Regions from separate parts of the Mus musculus genome. Here region 2 is linked to region 1. The links are chromatin contacts, called in public HiChIP or PLAC-seq maps. All regions are on one chromosome and are shown on one strand. The core of a region is the stretch at or near the end of the contact, and the rest is flanking DNA. Distances in the headings are between cores, read along the strand shown. Region 1 overlaps Hmga2 (high mobility group AT-hook 2). Region 2 overlaps Msrb3 (methionine sulfoxide reductase B3).

The links. HiChIP or PLAC-seq counts read pairs in DNA pulled down with a chosen protein or histone mark.
Region 2: a contact with region 1 is called in an H3K4me3 HiChIP or PLAC-seq map of bone marrow-derived macrophages, with 4 times the contacts expected there. The contact joins two enhancer-like sites. A contact is called at or near these places in 3 of 115 datasets of contacts at active chromatin or transcription factors (bone marrow-derived macrophages, forebrain and oligodendrocyte precursor cells).

Annotation. Positions count from the first base shown.
Region 1 is chr10:120,427,431-120,431,386 of GRCm38.p6, forward strand. All of the region lies in intron 3 of Hmga2 (high mobility group AT-hook 2), which reads right to left. Among named protein-coding and RNA genes, the nearest start is that of Mir763, 19 kb to the right of the region's middle. Within about 2 kb of position 1,916, at least 124 of the 459 cell types and tissues checked have an H3K27ac peak or open chromatin away from gene starts, as enhancers often do. A contact at or near this core is called in bone marrow-derived macrophages, where this site is marked.
Region 2 is chr10:120,819,983-120,823,938 of GRCm38.p6, forward strand. All of the region lies in intron 5 of Msrb3 (methionine sulfoxide reductase B3), which reads right to left. Among named protein-coding and RNA genes, the nearest start is that of Gm15910, 36 kb to the right of the region's middle. Within about 2 kb of position 1,964, at least 18 of the 459 cell types and tissues checked have an H3K27ac peak or open chromatin away from gene starts, as enhancers often do. A contact at or near this core is called in bone marrow-derived macrophages, where this site is marked.

The sequences.
Region 1 (3,956 bases), core at 666-3,165:
GGGCTGACGATATATCCGATGCTGTTACATTGATCAGTATTCAACAAGTCACAGGTTGGTTTCTGAGAGACAAAACACTCTGAGAGCCAGGGGATTAAGTTTCTTATGTCTACGCAGTCCTTATCCCCAAGGAGACAAAATTTGTATTAGCAATAGCGTTTTGTCCTAAGGTACTATTATTCACCATTGTCCACCTTGATCTTCATCTTCTACCCCTAGGACAATCCTTCCATCCTCAAGGAAGTGTTTTCTATCTAAATATCACTTTGAACTTGAACTTTGGAAACTCCTAGGCGCCATCATTGAACGGGAGAAGTCTGAACACAGACACTGTTGTTTACCTGTGTCCTCCTACTTCAAGCTGGGTTCTTCATGGAAACAAGTAGGCACCAGGCATGCAGTCACTGCAGCTCATATGTGAGGAGGTCAGAGGACAGCCTCTATTACATAGGCTCAGGGGACTGAACTTGGGTCATTTGGTTTGGAGGCAAGCACCTTTACCAATTAAGCTATCTTGCCTGCCCAGTCACTGTGATCTCAATTGAAACGTATTCCTTAAGGGGGTGGGGGAATAAAAAAACGCTACTCTGTCTTAGAAAACCTCTTTTAACTGAGCGGATACTTAACAATTCCCTGCCCTTCTTGTTACACCTGCAAAGCAAACTCAAGTCTTACTGGGGACCCAGCAACGCTGACCGGAGGCTCCAGTGATGGGCACAATGCCACCTTCTTTGTTTACACTTTCTCATTCAGTCCATACGACCCTTAAAAACTATGACTGGCTCCCCATCTTCCAGATGAGATATAAAGATATGAGATATGAATGGATTAAAGCACTCTGTCAAGGTTACTGAATCCTTATCAACCGGCCTATTAAAACTTAACATTAGTAAAGATGGAGCCATTTTTACTCCAAGTTGGGCGGCTACCCAGATGTGCCTTCTCTGGGCCTCAGTTTCCCAACCTTGGGAAGATTCAACCATGCTCCAGGTTCTCTTCCAGCCTCAGGCTTGGAGCCTGCTGCAGCTACCCTCAGAGAGGGCGGCTTTGTTTTGAGTGCTCAGCTGCTCTAGCGGGGGCCACCCCGGGCTCTGCCCTGTTTTGTTTCTGCTGCTGGACCCAGTACAGACACAATCCTGGCAGCCAGCGGCATAGCGGAGCCGCAGAGGCTTCCTCCTTCCCCGAACTGCTGGCCGTTTCAGTATGAACCAAAAGGGTGTGCAGGGGCCAACTGGCACGACTGCGCAACTAGCAGCAGGATTCTCCCGGGAGCCACAGAAGCGCGGGCACGCCTTAGGCTCAGCTCGCTGCAAAGGTTGCGTTGGGCATGCAGTCATCGGCGGGGTCTGTGCCCGCTTCCCTCTGGGCAGAGAAGACGGCTTTGGTGACAGGCTGATTACTGGGAGGGAATGAGGCTCTGTGGTTCCATGCCAGCAGCTGACCGCCCAGGGACAGGAGATGGAAATACCGATCAGCAAAAGCCACATCCAAACCTCACAGCCTGGACCTCCGAGTAGGCTGCAGAACCAGCCCTGCCAGACGCTGCCCTCAAGCCATGTCTGGGCCGAGGGAAAGGCTACAGTTGCAGGAAGGAACGAGGGAGGGTGGCTGTACCCTTACGAGCTCTGTGAAGGAGTCCCGGATATGGAGCGGATTCCCGGTTCCTTCCCCTCCCTGCCTCTCCCGTGGCCTAGGACAAGGCTGAGGTCTGGACTGTTCCAATCCTAACTGGATTGTTCAGCGGAGGATCGGTGGGAGTGGTGTTGTGTTTTGTTTTGTTTCGCTACAATTAAGGAAGATTGCTTCATAATCCTTTAAATGTTTTTAGCCAAGCGTTATTTGCATAGCCTGGCCAGCAAACACGTGATTAACACTGCAGAAAGAGAGAAGGCGAAGGGAATGACAAGGCTCTGTGACTCAGGAGGCACAAACAACAACATCTGCACCGAGGAATGAGGAACAGGGACAACTGTCTCTTGCACGAAGAGAACCCAAAACTTGCAAACTGGGAACAGGCTGGGACAAGGAGAAGCTGTGGAAATAGGTTGGAAGAGGCCATCGGTGCTCGCCTGATTCCTCCTTTTCCCTGTCTACCCTCCGAAGGCAAAGCGTTGGATGCCCGTAGCATCTTCAAAACGGGTCCACTGCCCTAGTAATACACGGCAGAGACTTGGTACCATCCCAAACTCCCAGACCAACAAGAAAACCAGCTATGTTTGTGTGGAACTGTATGGAAATTACCAAATGCAGGAGCGTGGCTTTAAAAGGAATGCTGTCATCAATATTTACTGGGTGATGTTAGATCACGCCAAACATCAGTGTGGAAAGGCTACACTACACGGAGGCAGTTAGGATTAATATCACTTCTCAGAAGTGCAATGAATGAGCTGCCACAAAGCCCCAAACCTGATGGTTTTGTTTTTGGTTTTAAAGTAAAAGAAACCTTGGCCTCAAGATTCAGAGTCTTGGAACAATGTCTTCTCATCAAGGAAAACTCATTTCATATTCTCCAATGAGAACTTGGAGATTGTCCAACTCTCAGAACTCTCAGGCTACATATTCATTCATATTTCTCCCCCAACCCCTCTGTGTGTGTGTGTGTGTGTGTGTGTATGTGTGAGCGCGCCTCTCTCTCTCTCTCTCTCTCTCCTATTTCTGGCCAGTCCTTTCATACAGCCATGTCTGACACCCTATTCAAGCCTTGGATCCTCTCTAAGCTTACATTTTCTTATCCTTAATGTTTATTAAACTTTCTATTTTCCCACTTAGTTCTGAGATGAACTATTTGAACTCAAGAGTTGAATGAGATTGTCAGCGGCGGCCTTCCTTTTAACCTTTAAATACCAAGGGCAGCTCAGGCTCTCCCAGAACAACAGTAGTAACAAGATAGTTTTCAAACCGTTTTCCTAGCTCTTTTGGAAAAAGGCAAGCAAAATAACAACAAAACCAACCAAACAAAGGGAGAACTAACTGAACCAGGAAGTCTTAGGAGTGAGGCGAGAAGGCAGTGCCACAGGACAGTGGGCAGAGGTCTTAGCAATCTGCTCTGGACTGAAATGCTCTGCGGCTGAGTCCATTTTTCCTCTGGAAAACGAATCTTCCTGGGATCTTATTCTGCAGTGACCAGGAGTGACTGTCAAAGCTCTGTGAATGGATTTCAGGATGTGTGAGTGGCACCTCCCAACTTTAGCTGGCTACTTTTTTTTGTAACCACTTGCATACTTTTGGTCAACCGCTGTAAAATAAACAGTCCTTCCCAAATGTTTTTGTTGTCTTTGACAGCGCAGCAATAATTCACTTGGAATGCTGAGGAATGGAGTCGCACTAATTGCGTTGGGAGGCTGGCTTTTATGATTTCTACTCATCAAATTGTTTTCATGTGAAGAGATTCCAGAGCATAAAACATTCTGGAGATGTGTTAAAGTTTACAGCTTCACTCCGAGTTCCCATCGAAATACCTAGATGTGGACATGTGTGTATGTGTGGACACGCACCATGTGCATAAACAAATCTATATGCACACTGAACTTATATCTGAAATGATAGTCCTCTAAGACATTTAGTGGTTTTTGTATTTGGGCTTTTGTTTCAAACTTGAGAAGTGTAGCTTCTAAATTATGGCAATTTTTATCCATGCAAATGAGGGTTTAAGTTAATATTTATTCCTCCTTGGAAAAGTCTGGAGGAAACATGTCCTAACATGCTTTATGCTTATTTAGTTAATACTCTTGGTCCATTTTCTCTGGATCATATATATATATATATATATATATATATATATATATATATATATATATATCAAGCATAATATCATTTATTCAAAAGAGCTTGACTTTCCCTTGGAGTTGGGATTATTGATATAGGTTATTGATGTAGATGTATAGAACAGAATAAATTATTCTCCTGTGTCGGGAATGAAAGGAAATAACTTGAGAAACCCCACAGACTCTGTGCAC
Region 2 (3,956 bases), core at 714-3,213, 390 kb after region 1:
GAAGGCAAGCGACCGTGTGCTGTGCTTGCTTCTTCTATACAACCTGTAAGTTTGTTACAGTGGAGACCTGACTCTCATCCCAGCCTTGAACAAGCAAACGCAGGAGTGCGAAGGGCAGCATTTACCAGCACGCATCCGTGTCATGTCCTCGTTGATCTCTTGGCAGCCTACAGTTGTACCATAGCACGGCTTCCTGGGGCACTGGCACCAGGGGACTAACCTCATAAGAGCTGGTTAGGAGTCACTTATGGATTGAGCGATGCAAAGAGAAGCATATTTGTCTAAACCTAAAATATATCGGCTCATGCTTAGACAGCAAGAGCTTCTTTAGCTCGCCATCTGGAGCTAAGGTTAGCCTTGGTTAGCCCAAGCTCACCGTCTGGAGCTAAGGTTAGCCTTGGTTAGCTGGAGCTAAGGTTAGCCTTGGTTAGCCCAAGCTCACCGTCTGGAGCTAAGGTTAGCCTTGGTTAGCCCTTCTCTGCTCAACACAGAGAGAAACCAATGAGAATTCATATAATGAACCAAGTTCTGTAAGAAGCAATTGTGTCTACTGTGTTCCTAGCTCCTACCCCAACATCAGGCATACAGCGTGCCCAATAAATACATGTTGGATGAACGAACTGTTCAATGGCCAGTGTTTTTCTTATTTCCATTGAACGGTGTCCAGGTATGGATTGCCATACTCTCATAGAGAGATTCATGCTTTCTTTCTTTCTTTTTTAACCTTGTTGTCATTAAAATAAGAAGTTTAAATCACAAAATGGTAAGGCTATAATGTGTTGTCAGCCTAGACATGCAAGGGTGGATGATATTTTTCCTTATTGACATTTTCTTGAGAAGGGCAAATTGCCTTGTCTGTCAGTTTAAAACTCTAGTTCTGATATGCTCAGCTTCTCCACCTCGCTCAGCTTCTCCATCTTGCTCAGCTTTCAGCGTCTCATATTCTGCTCTGCACTTTCGTGCTTTGGGGCATCAACGCAGTCTGTTCTTTGATTTCCTTACCACGGTGCGGAGCTCCCTTTTAACTAAAGAGCCTAACAGCGACACTGGATGCTTTTTATTCCTTGGATTTTTTTTTTTCTTCTCCACCCTTCGGGATAATTATATTCGGTCCTGCCTTTTTATATCCTGTTGTTTAGAACCTCCTAACCTTCTCCACCCGGGCTTTATTTAAAAGAACAAACTCTCCCGCCTCTACTCTCTACACTAGCCCGTGCTCATTAGGTTTCTTAATCCTCCATAATTTGCTTTCATGAAATCCTATACCTTTGAGATGCTGTGTTCTGTTTTCCTGAGGAGAGCTACTCCAAGCAGGGCAGAAGCAACGAGCACAAAACCTAAGTTTATCCGCTTTCCTCTAGAAAACTTTGCTTTGAATGCTTATTGGCCATGAAACTATACCTTTTAGCTTGGTATTTCATCTCTTTGCCCAAACACTGCCTGAGATGTCCTGAGCAACAGCATACAGCTACAGGCAGTCTTTCACAGACAAGTAATTAACTTGTAAGCGTCAGAATCCTAGAAAAAAAAAAATCACAATATCCCACTGTGTTGCTGACTGGTAAGTTCAAACTATGACTTTGCATTACACTTAGAATTTAGAAGAGAATAAAACCCACGCGTGTTTCTGCGGTTATTCTGCGAGGGTGTGAATGACACCATGGTCTTCGTCCTCACTGAAGACCTGAGTCCTTTCAACCGCTCCTCCACCTAGCTTTGCCCCATCCCCTTCCTTGACACTTCTGCTAAGGGGCATATATTCAGAACCGACAAAAGAGCACGTGTTTTCCATTTTATTTCTAGCTTTCTAGGAGCTTTTGTTAAGGTAAAAAATTGTTTTGGTTTGTGGGCTGAAAGAGTTAATGAATTTTCCAAAGGTGCCAAGCTTCACTCCAGCAAAGTTCACACTCTCAGCTCTGTGCGAGTGAGCACGCGACCCCACCCCCTTCCAGATGACAGAGAGCAAAGCCAGAGTTCCTTATTTAACTGGTTTGCATCCACGCCCTGACCTCCGGGGCTCTGTTTATATAGTCTATCATGCAAAATACTCTGCAGTTCTCTGCCTTCAAAAGCATGTCTCGCCTGAGATTTGATATATGGCTTTCATGTTTGATCACTGCATTAAACCCAATGCTCTGCTTCCTCCAGCATCGGCTAGCTTCCTGCTTGGGTGGTGGGCTGAAATGCACAGCTTCTTGCTAGTGCTGAACATAAAAGGAAGTCTGTTTTACTCTCTTAATAAAGTGGCCAATTCCACGAGCTCGTAGGCAAGAGACATGCACTAGGAGCTCACGTCTAGCACAGAAACTTCCCAGCTTCTTTAGAAAGAAGGCCAGCTCACTACTCTCATCACGTGGGGCTGGAGAGATGGCTCAGCAGTTAAGAGCACTGACTGCTCTTCCAAAGGTCCTGAGTTCAAATCCCAGCAACCACATGGTGGCTCACAACCATCTGTAATGCGATCTGATGCCCTCTTCTGGTGTGTCTGGAGACAGCTACAGTGTACTCATATAAATATAATAAATAAATTTTTAAAAAAAGAAAAAAAAGAAATTACTGGACATTAATCTAGCCTACTTGACGAGCTCTATGCCAGAGAAATAGAGTCAGACGTGATGGTACCTGCCTTTAGTCCACCAAAGGTTATCGCCCTAGCCTCCATATACACATGCATGTACACACCACACACACACATATTCATAAACATGCACACATGTGCACACACATAAATTTAAAATATAGCAGAAGGTTGTCCATTGGCTTCTTTTACATATATACATATATATATAATAAGCAAGCCTTTATGTTATTTTCTTCGTTGATAATTTAGTGTGTGCTCAACAGCTGTTTGGTTTTTTTTTTTTTTTTTAATTATATGATGGTAGTGAGAGCCTACCTTTCACCTCAGCCTGACGCTCATCTATACAAACCACAAATGTTGTTCATAAACTGGTTACTTCACTTAATAAACCCTAAGTGCATATATGTATGTGCATATATGCAAAATATGTCCGCACACACTTAGATAACCTTTGAAATCCTGGGCTTCCCTAGTCATTGATCACCATATTTAATATGGTGCTGGTTTTCAGCCAAAGATCTTGCTTTGCCAATCTGTGCACAGCATTAAACCCAGCTGCATCCGATGGACAATAAAGAAGCTGAACCTCTTAGAGCTGTACATTTCATTGTCCCAATGTTTTCTCATTCGTAACCAAAATTTGCATGATAGAAAACTTGGAAGAGCAAACGCCGCGTTCCCTTCCTCTGGTTCCTCGTTGGTGGTGAGCTTAGAGTTTAGCGCTCAGAAGGGGGGAAAAACATACTTATTTCTTAATTTTAAAACATCTAAATGTACTCCTTAGCTCAATGCGAAAATCAAAGTACACATAAACTTTTAATTCCTACTTCCCGTAAGACTTCAGACATCTCTAACTGTAGTTTTCAAAGATATGTGCACGTTGTCTAACAGACATTCAAATAATTGAAACTGGAGAAAAGAGTTGTGGGCAAAAACCGTAGGTCAAAGGAGTGAAATGTGAGCCTGTACAGATGTTATAACTATTTCCGCGATAAACACTAGCCTTCTGTACACGAATTTAGCAGCCCACTTTAATTTGGATTAGAAATCTTAACATAAATTATTTGACTTTGACACTAGCAGCCTAATATTTCAGATTCATACATTATTCACCGCTTTCACTTTTAAAAGGAACCTACTGGACTTCCTTACTTTTTAAAAGCCACATTCAAGGTCTTGGACCTTAAAACCAACTTCTTGTCTGATTTTTAAAGAACGGAATTATATAATCAGTGAGCAGCTGTTATTACCTTATTATTTGGTGACTGGCAGGTTTTTTTTAAGGCATGTAGTTTTTGTGTGATTTTAATCTCCATCAATTTATTTATTACTATGCTTAGAGATTTCAACTATTAAAGACATTTTCATCCTGATG